2 separate regions of the Sus scrofa genome follow, and region 1 is linked to region 2. The links are chromatin contacts, called in public HiChIP or PLAC-seq maps. All regions are on one chromosome and are shown on one strand. The core of a region is the stretch at or near the end of the contact, and the rest is flanking DNA. Distances in the headings are between cores, read along the strand shown. Region 1 holds the start of POLR2K (DNA-directed RNA polymerases I, II, and III subunit RPABC4). Region 2 holds the start of RNF19A (ring finger protein 19A, RBR E3 ubiquitin protein ligase).

The links. HiChIP or PLAC-seq counts read pairs in DNA pulled down with a chosen protein or histone mark.
Region 1: an H3K27ac HiChIP or PLAC-seq map of alveolar macrophages shows a contact between it and region 2. The contact joins the promoter of POLR2K here to the promoter of RNF19A in region 2. A contact is called at or near these places in 1 of 5 promoter capture datasets (fetal liver) and 1 of 2 datasets of contacts at active chromatin or transcription factors (alveolar macrophages).

Annotation. Positions count from the first base shown.
Region 1 is chr4:36,850,524-36,854,203 of Sscrofa11.1, forward strand. It overlaps POLR2K (DNA-directed RNA polymerases I, II, and III subunit RPABC4), which reads right to left and starts at 2,099. Exons shown (of 4, transcript XM_003355012.5): 1 at 1,959-2,099; 2 at 689-757; 3 at 286-378. The coding sequence starts at 749.
Region 2 is chr4:36,687,591-36,691,411 of Sscrofa11.1, forward strand. It overlaps RNF19A (ring finger protein 19A, RBR E3 ubiquitin protein ligase), which reads left to right and starts at 2,493. Exons shown (of 9, transcript NM_001038006.1): 1 at 2,493-3,169. The coding sequence starts at 2,496.

The DNA.
Region 1 (3,680 bases), core at 849-3,348, 160 kb after region 2:
CCAGCCTCAGCAACTCAGGATCCCAGTAGCATCTTCGACCTACACCATAGCTCATGGCAATGCCAGATCCTTAACACACTGAGCAGGGCCAAGGATCAAACCTGCGTCCCTATGGATGCCAGTCAGATTCGTGTCCGCTGAGCCACGATGGCAACTCCATGCTTATTTTTTCACTAAGTAATCCAAGTTTTACCATTTTTTAACAGCTAGTCTTTGACTATCAACCCAAGCATTATTCTCCACTTCCTCCTACCTCATATTTAGAAAACACAGTTAAAAGGATACATCTTTTAGTTCTTTTCTTGTACATTATTCTGTACCCACATTCTCTGCATCGGATGGGATCCCTTGATTTTATTTCATTTTCTGTGTGACATTCTAAAAGAGAAAACATATTTATTCAATGCCTAAAAGAGAAATAAGAGGCAAGCAAATTATCTTAATTATACTTTTCCCCCAAAGCACTAAAATATGTATACTAAATCTCAACATTATCAACATATTAAGGGAAAAGAAAGAAAAGAGTGGTGGGCAACGCACTTTTTCTAGGAGAGAAAATGAAATCTTAAAATAGTTGCTAAAGCGCTAACTTCAAAGAGGAAGGACTCAAGTAAAATAAAGATAAATGCACTATCTTTTTAAAAAACTGAGGTAAAATACTTTTATTTTATGTAAGTGCCACTCTTACCTCCACAGATATATATCATTGGCTGCTGTTTTGGGGGTTGAACGTCCTTCTGTGTGTCCATCGTTATCCCTGAAATCACAGATTCAAATACTGAACATCTTAAAGGGGCCCCTCACAAATCCAATCATGCCTTATTTTTCTCAGGGAAAGCTAAAAAGCTAAAAAGTTCCCAATTCCTAATCCGTACTTTTTAAAAATCCTACCGCTGGTTCTAAAGAATGAATCAAACCCACAAATAAGCATTTTGCATTTACCCCCAAACTGGACTCCATAAACACTTTACAGATTTCATATTTACACATGCTATTTCATTATAATCTCTACAACAATTCTAGGCGGTTAAATAATTACTCTTAATGAACAGATCAAGAAACTAAGATTTAGGGAAGGTTAATTTGGTCAGGATTATTCAGTAGTTAAAAGGCAGAGGAATTTAGATCTGACTGCGAAGCTCTGGTTTTCATTTAACACGAGTACAAGTACTATTTTTCTTTTTCTTTCTTTTTCTTTTTTTTTGTCTTTTTGCTATTTCTTTGGGCCGCTCCCACGGCATATGGAGGTTCCCAGGCTAGGGGTCGAATAGGAGCTGTTGCCACTGGCCTACGCCAGAACCACAGCAACGTGGGATCCGAGCCGCGTCTGCAGCCTACACCACAGCTCACGGCAACGCCGGATCATTAACCCTGCCCTGAGCCAAGGGCAGGGACCGAACCCGCAACCTCATGGTTCCTAGTCGGATTCGTTAACCACTGCGCCACGACGGGAACTCCAATTTTTCTTTTTCTTTCTCTCTCTCTCTTTTTTTTTTTTCCACCCGCGGCATGTGGAAGTTCCAGGCTAGGGGGTCCAATAGGCCTGACAGCCACAGCAACGCGGGATCCGAGCCCCGTCTGCTATCTATACCACAGCTCAAGGCAACGCTGGGTCGTTAACCCACAGAGCGAGGCCAGGGATGGAATCCGCATCCTCAAGGATACTCATCTGATTCAGTTCCGCTGCGCCACAAGGGGAACTCCCACAAGTGAAATTTTCCCAAAATTTAGCAAGAAATTGCCAAAAAACTATACCCCTCAACAGGAAAACATGCGAACCGAAGAAAAGGGAAAAATAATGAAATAACTCCTAACAGCTGAAAAGGCAGACAACCCAACAGCTAAACAAGCCAAAGGGCTAACAGCATCGACTCCATCCCCAGCCTCTCTCGACTCTAATCCCACACCGGACCTCCTGTAACCCCTAGTATCTTTCCAGTTTTGGCCCAAACACTCACCTTCCAATCCCAAACCGCCAATCCGCCAAACCCCTACCCACGGAACACGGAGAAACTTCCCGAGGCTCCCTAACAGATTCCTGAGGCCGCTGTGTGTCAGCCCACTTCCGGCACTGGCAGATGACGCAGGATGTAGTCTCCGCCCCTTCCGCCCAAGGAGTGGCCGAAGAACCCGGATTGAGCGCGGGCAGTTAAATTGGAATTATGTATGTTTGATTCGCTCTGTAGAGGTTCTTATTTGGCTCCCAACTATTTTCATTTTTCGGGGAGGCAAAGAATTTTAGCAGTTTCTCAGGTCGAAGGAGGTTTGTTTCTATGACAAATGAAGGCCGCAGAAAGTAACAGTTTTCCAAGAGGTCAGAGCGTTAGATACCCAAGTGAAGTGCTCATGGAATCCCTGGGCTGACCGTTACTCCAAAGAACGTGGAAGTATCGGTTTCACCGCTGATTTCCACGTAGAAGAGCAGTTTTCAGATTATGGATTTCAGATCGTTTTAATACCTGTGCCGCCGGCAGTGGAACAGCCGCCTCCTGCCCTTTGCATAATGTTTGCTTTTCGACCCTTTCTCACTTAGGTACCTGTCATCCTTCTCAGCCTCTCCTTTTACTCGTTTTAAAGCACAGGCGGACTTGCAGGCAGCTACATCCAACTACTGCCACTTAAAGCTGAGGGATTTAGGTAGTGGTGGCTGTTTACCGACCCTCCTTTGGTCCCATGTATTCTCTAGAAGAACAAAACGACCTGCTCAGTGGAATCCTTTCAAAGATCAAACTATTAGTGAGACATTATCGTTGGATGTACACATTTACATTCGTTTGCTTCTTTCATAGCAGGCATTTTACTAATATCAGAATGAGAGGAAGAAAATGAAGTTGTTACAATTTAGAAAATACATATTCGTTATCTATTACAGTTAATTGGAGAAGCAGGTTTCTTTCTTCCCAACATGCATTATTTTGGTTTCTTATTAAGCAGGCAATACTGCTCTCTGGTCTTCCATACGGAAACTTGGGAACTTTGAGCTTCGCATTACACTTCCAGGAGGAGTTCCAACTGCCGGCACCTCCACAGACCAACTTGAGAGATTTAACTCAATCTTCCCAGTCTTCTTAGCTCCCTGTTGTAAAAATTTCAGGAAACACAGTGGAGTGTCCTGCTTCTTCCTCCACAGACAGGCTAAGACAGAACATACAAGTATTTTGACCATCTTAAAAAATATCTCTCCTGTCAGCCAAAGGGAAGAGGTAACCCAAAAGAAGAATCAAAATAAGCTTTGCTCCAAGAAGTATTAGATAAAACCATTGTTATCATAAGAGAAAGATTATGGAGTGATCCAAAAAGTATAACTTTAATCATTGCAAGCTGACCTGGATTCCAACTCTCAAGCTTGAGATTTCAAGAAGATGCTGGCACTTAATGCAGTCTATGGAGATCAGGAGGAATTAACACATGCAGAATACAAACGGCTCCTGGGACCCTACAGAGGGGTAGAGTAAAGACAAGTTGTAGCAAGGAGATCCAGAATTTCAACAAGAGTTCATGTTGGGGCTAGATCCCAATCCAACACTCTTGTTCCTATGAGTAGGAACAGTAATTTTAGCATCATGTGGAGCATGGTCAGTGGAAGCTATTATCAGTGATGACAACTAACATTTCTTGAGTGCCTACTATGTGCCAAACATCATTGCATTGCCTTCTCCTAATGAGGGTATTTGTCTTGC
Region 2 (3,821 bases), core at 1,243-3,742:
TGGGGTTCACTTAGGTGTTTTTTTTTTTTTAACTGTAAGCAGTGGATGCTCATAATACAGTTGTATTATGCAGAAGGAAGAAAGTATATACTAAAGATTATTGTCACCAAGATAGCCACTGTTAATGGTTTGACATTTTTCCAGAAATTGTGTAGGTACATGTAAGCCTGTGTGGTGTTTTTTTCCCCACAAATAGGTTCATGCTGTACATTTTTGCAATTATATGTAGTATTGCCTTCTATTTTGCAGTTATTATTGTTCACTTAGTATTATATAGAGAGATCTTTTCCTTATTATTGCACACAAATTGTGGTTGGTTCCTTTATTCTTCCCCATTTCCCTGTTGGACATTTATTTCCAGGTTTTGTGAGGGGCTTTTTTTTTTTTTTTTTGCCTTGTTTTATTTGCTTGTATCAACAAGGCTGTGGTGAGTTTCCTTGTACAGTATATATTTGCATATTTGTGTCCTTATATATTCTGAAGGATGAATTTTACCTGTAGGATTGCTGGTCAAAAGTTCCATTCTGAAAGTTTGTGCCAAATTGGTTCCCTGAAGTTGTGCCGATTTGAGTTCCTCCCAATAATATGTTGAGGTGCTTCTTTCAGTACACATCAATCCCTTCAAACTTTCAGTCTAATGTGTACAGGGATGGTATCTAATGTTTGAATTTTCATTTCTTTAGTTGTGACTGTTCCTATCTTCCTAATTTTTGTAATTCTTTATAAGAACTGCCTTCTTATATCTTTGCTCCTTTTACTGTTGCACATCTTTTTCTTACTAATGTATAAAAGCTCTTTTTATACTATGGGGATTTGTTTGTTGTTATATATGTCTTTACTAATTTATCATGTCTTCCTACTTTATAGTATTTTTTATCATATAAAATATGGTAAAATTTTTTAGTATTCAAATTGGTTTATTTTCCTTTGAGGCGTATTTGTTTATTTGTACAATATTTTAGAAAGGCTTCCTGAATAGGATGACCATCTGTTCTGGTTTTCCCCCTATTATCCTAGTTTAAATATTAACAGCACCTCTTACTAGGTTCTTATCTGGATAATAAATTATTTGGTATCATTTCTAGAAACATGTTTTGAAGAATTCTCTAGGCAATACTCATTAAGTACCGCTTGTTTAATATTTTAAGTGATAAGTTCTCAGGACAAGATCCATATGTAGAGCTATAACTTGAAAGATAAGAGTATCCATATGTCCACATTTGGTAGATGCTTTTAAACAGTTGTCCAAAGTATTTGTGCCATTTTTCACTCCTACGAGCAGTCCATGTATTTGTTAACATTTGGAAATGTCAGAATTTTAGCCATCCTCCTGGGTGTATGGTGATCCCTCAGTGTGGCTTTAATGTGTGTGACAGATGATGTTGAGCACTTTTTCATATATTTTGTAAAGTGTCTGTTATGTCCATTGCCCATTTTTCTTTTGAATGTCAGCTTTGTTTTATTGATTTCTAAGTATTCTTTCTATATTCTGGATACTGTTCCTTTATTAGTTATAAGTGACAAATATCTTCTCCCTGTCCCTAATACTGTCTCTTTATTGTAATCAATTTAACAATTTTTATTTTATAGTTAAGTACTTTAGCATGTCCCATTTAAGAAATCTTTTCATTAAAACATTCTCTTCTATTGACTCTTAGAAGTTTTATGATTTTACTTTTCACATTTAGTTCTATGAACCATATAGAATTTATTTTTATATGGGGATTTAGCTACATGTTAAGTTCCTTTTCTCTTCTCAGATGGTAACCAGGAAAACTGTATTATGTGGTTTTGTTTTCTTCTTGACAAGGCCATTCTTAATGCTCAGCAGTGTCTCCTTTGATAATAAGAAGTATCCATGTGTATATGTGGGGCTTTTTTTTCTGTACTGTGCTCTGTTCCATTGGTGTTTGTATCCGTCTTTGTGATGTTCCACACTGTCTTCTTAATTACTGTAACTTTATAATACTAATTATATCTGGCAGTGTAAGAGTACCCCCACACACACATATACACTTTGTTCTTCAAAATAGTATAAGCTATCCTTAGACTTTTGTATTTGCATGTACATTTTATTGTCACTTTTTAAAAAACTCTTAAAGGCAGTGGGAATCACTGATGTTTGAGTGTGATAATGATCAAAAGTTTTGTACAAGATTTTAATGAGATCAGCTCAAATCTAGGCTCTTAAGATTAAAGAATATCCTTGTTATTTCAGCATTGGTTTTATATTCTCTTGTAGACTACTCAATAGTTGGCCTTATTTAAAAAGAAAACCAACAAATAGTTAAAGAACATACTTCTTTGAAGTTTCATGGAGAAGAGTTTGTAAGTTTGTAAAAAATATGCAGACTGAGAATGCAATTAAATAATCTTGGTATTCTATTTTCTTTTGTTTTTCAGAACATCTGTGATAAGTCTTCTATAAATTGAACTTTTTCAAGAATTCTCTTAAGGAGCCACGTAGGATTTTCTTACACCATGACTTAATCTGAATGCAAGAACAAGAAATAGGTTTGCTCTCTAAATATAATGAAGGGCTGTGTATAAACACAGACCCTAACTCAATTCTAATGAGTATTTTAGACATGAGTTTACATCGGCAAATGGGTTCGGATCGAGATCTTCAGTCTTCTGCATCATCTGTAAGCTTGCCTTCAGTCAAAAAGGCACCCAAAAAAAGAAGAATTTCAATAGGCTCTCTTTTTCGGAGGAAAAAGGAAAACAAACGTAAATCAAGGGAGCTAAATGGCGGGGTGGATGGAATTGCGAGTATCGAAAGTATACATTCTGAAATGTGTACTGATAAGAACTCCATTTTTTCTACAAATACCTCCTCTGACAATGGATTAACTTCCATCAGCAAACAAATTGGAGACTTCATAGAGTGCCCCTTGTGCCTTTTGCGGCATTCTAAAGACAGATTTCCTGAGATAATGACTTGTCATCATAGATCTTGTGTGGATTGCTTGCGACAATACCTAAGGATAGAAATTTCTGAAAGTAGAGTTAATATCAGTTGCCCAGAATGTACTGAACGGTTTAATCCCCATGATATTCGCTTGATATTAAGTGATGATGTCTTGATGGAAAAATATGAAGAATTTATGCTTAGACGGTGGCTTGTTGCAGATCCTGATTGTAGGTGGTGTCCAGCTCCAGACTGTGGGTAAGAAGAATTTGTTTGATTTTTCTTGAGTTAGTTTTTTCTCTGGATAAAATAAGAATTTGCCAACGATTACTCAAAAAAAAAAAAAAAAACTTAACATGATAGGTACTTTATTAATTCAAAAGACAAAAAAAATATATTGAGTATATATTGACACTTGTCAGGAGCAGTGTCAGATATTAAAGGCAGGAATCTTATGTTGTTCATCTTTATACTGTCTTTGCATCACATATTCACTTAAGAACATTTTCAGGGAGTTCCCATCGTGGCGCAGTGGTTAACGAATCCGACTAGGAACCATGAGGTCGCAGGTTAATGATCCAGCGTTGCCGTGAGCTGTGGTGTAGGTTGCAGACACGGCTCGGATCCCGCGTTGCTGTGGCTCTGGCATAGGCCGGGGGCTGCAGCTCCGATTCGACCCCTAGCCTGGGAACCTCCATATGCCGTGGGAGCGGCCCAAAGAAATATCAAAAAAGACCAAAAAAAAGAAGAAAAGGGTAAGTTAGTAGAGTATAGGATGTAGTAGTGGACACATTGATTTTCCCCATCCATTTGGAGAATTTTTATTTTGGTATAATAGATGAAACTATCAGGCCTTTTGTTTGCTTGCTTTTGTTTGAGTCATTTATATAAATTAAATGACCCTTTTGAA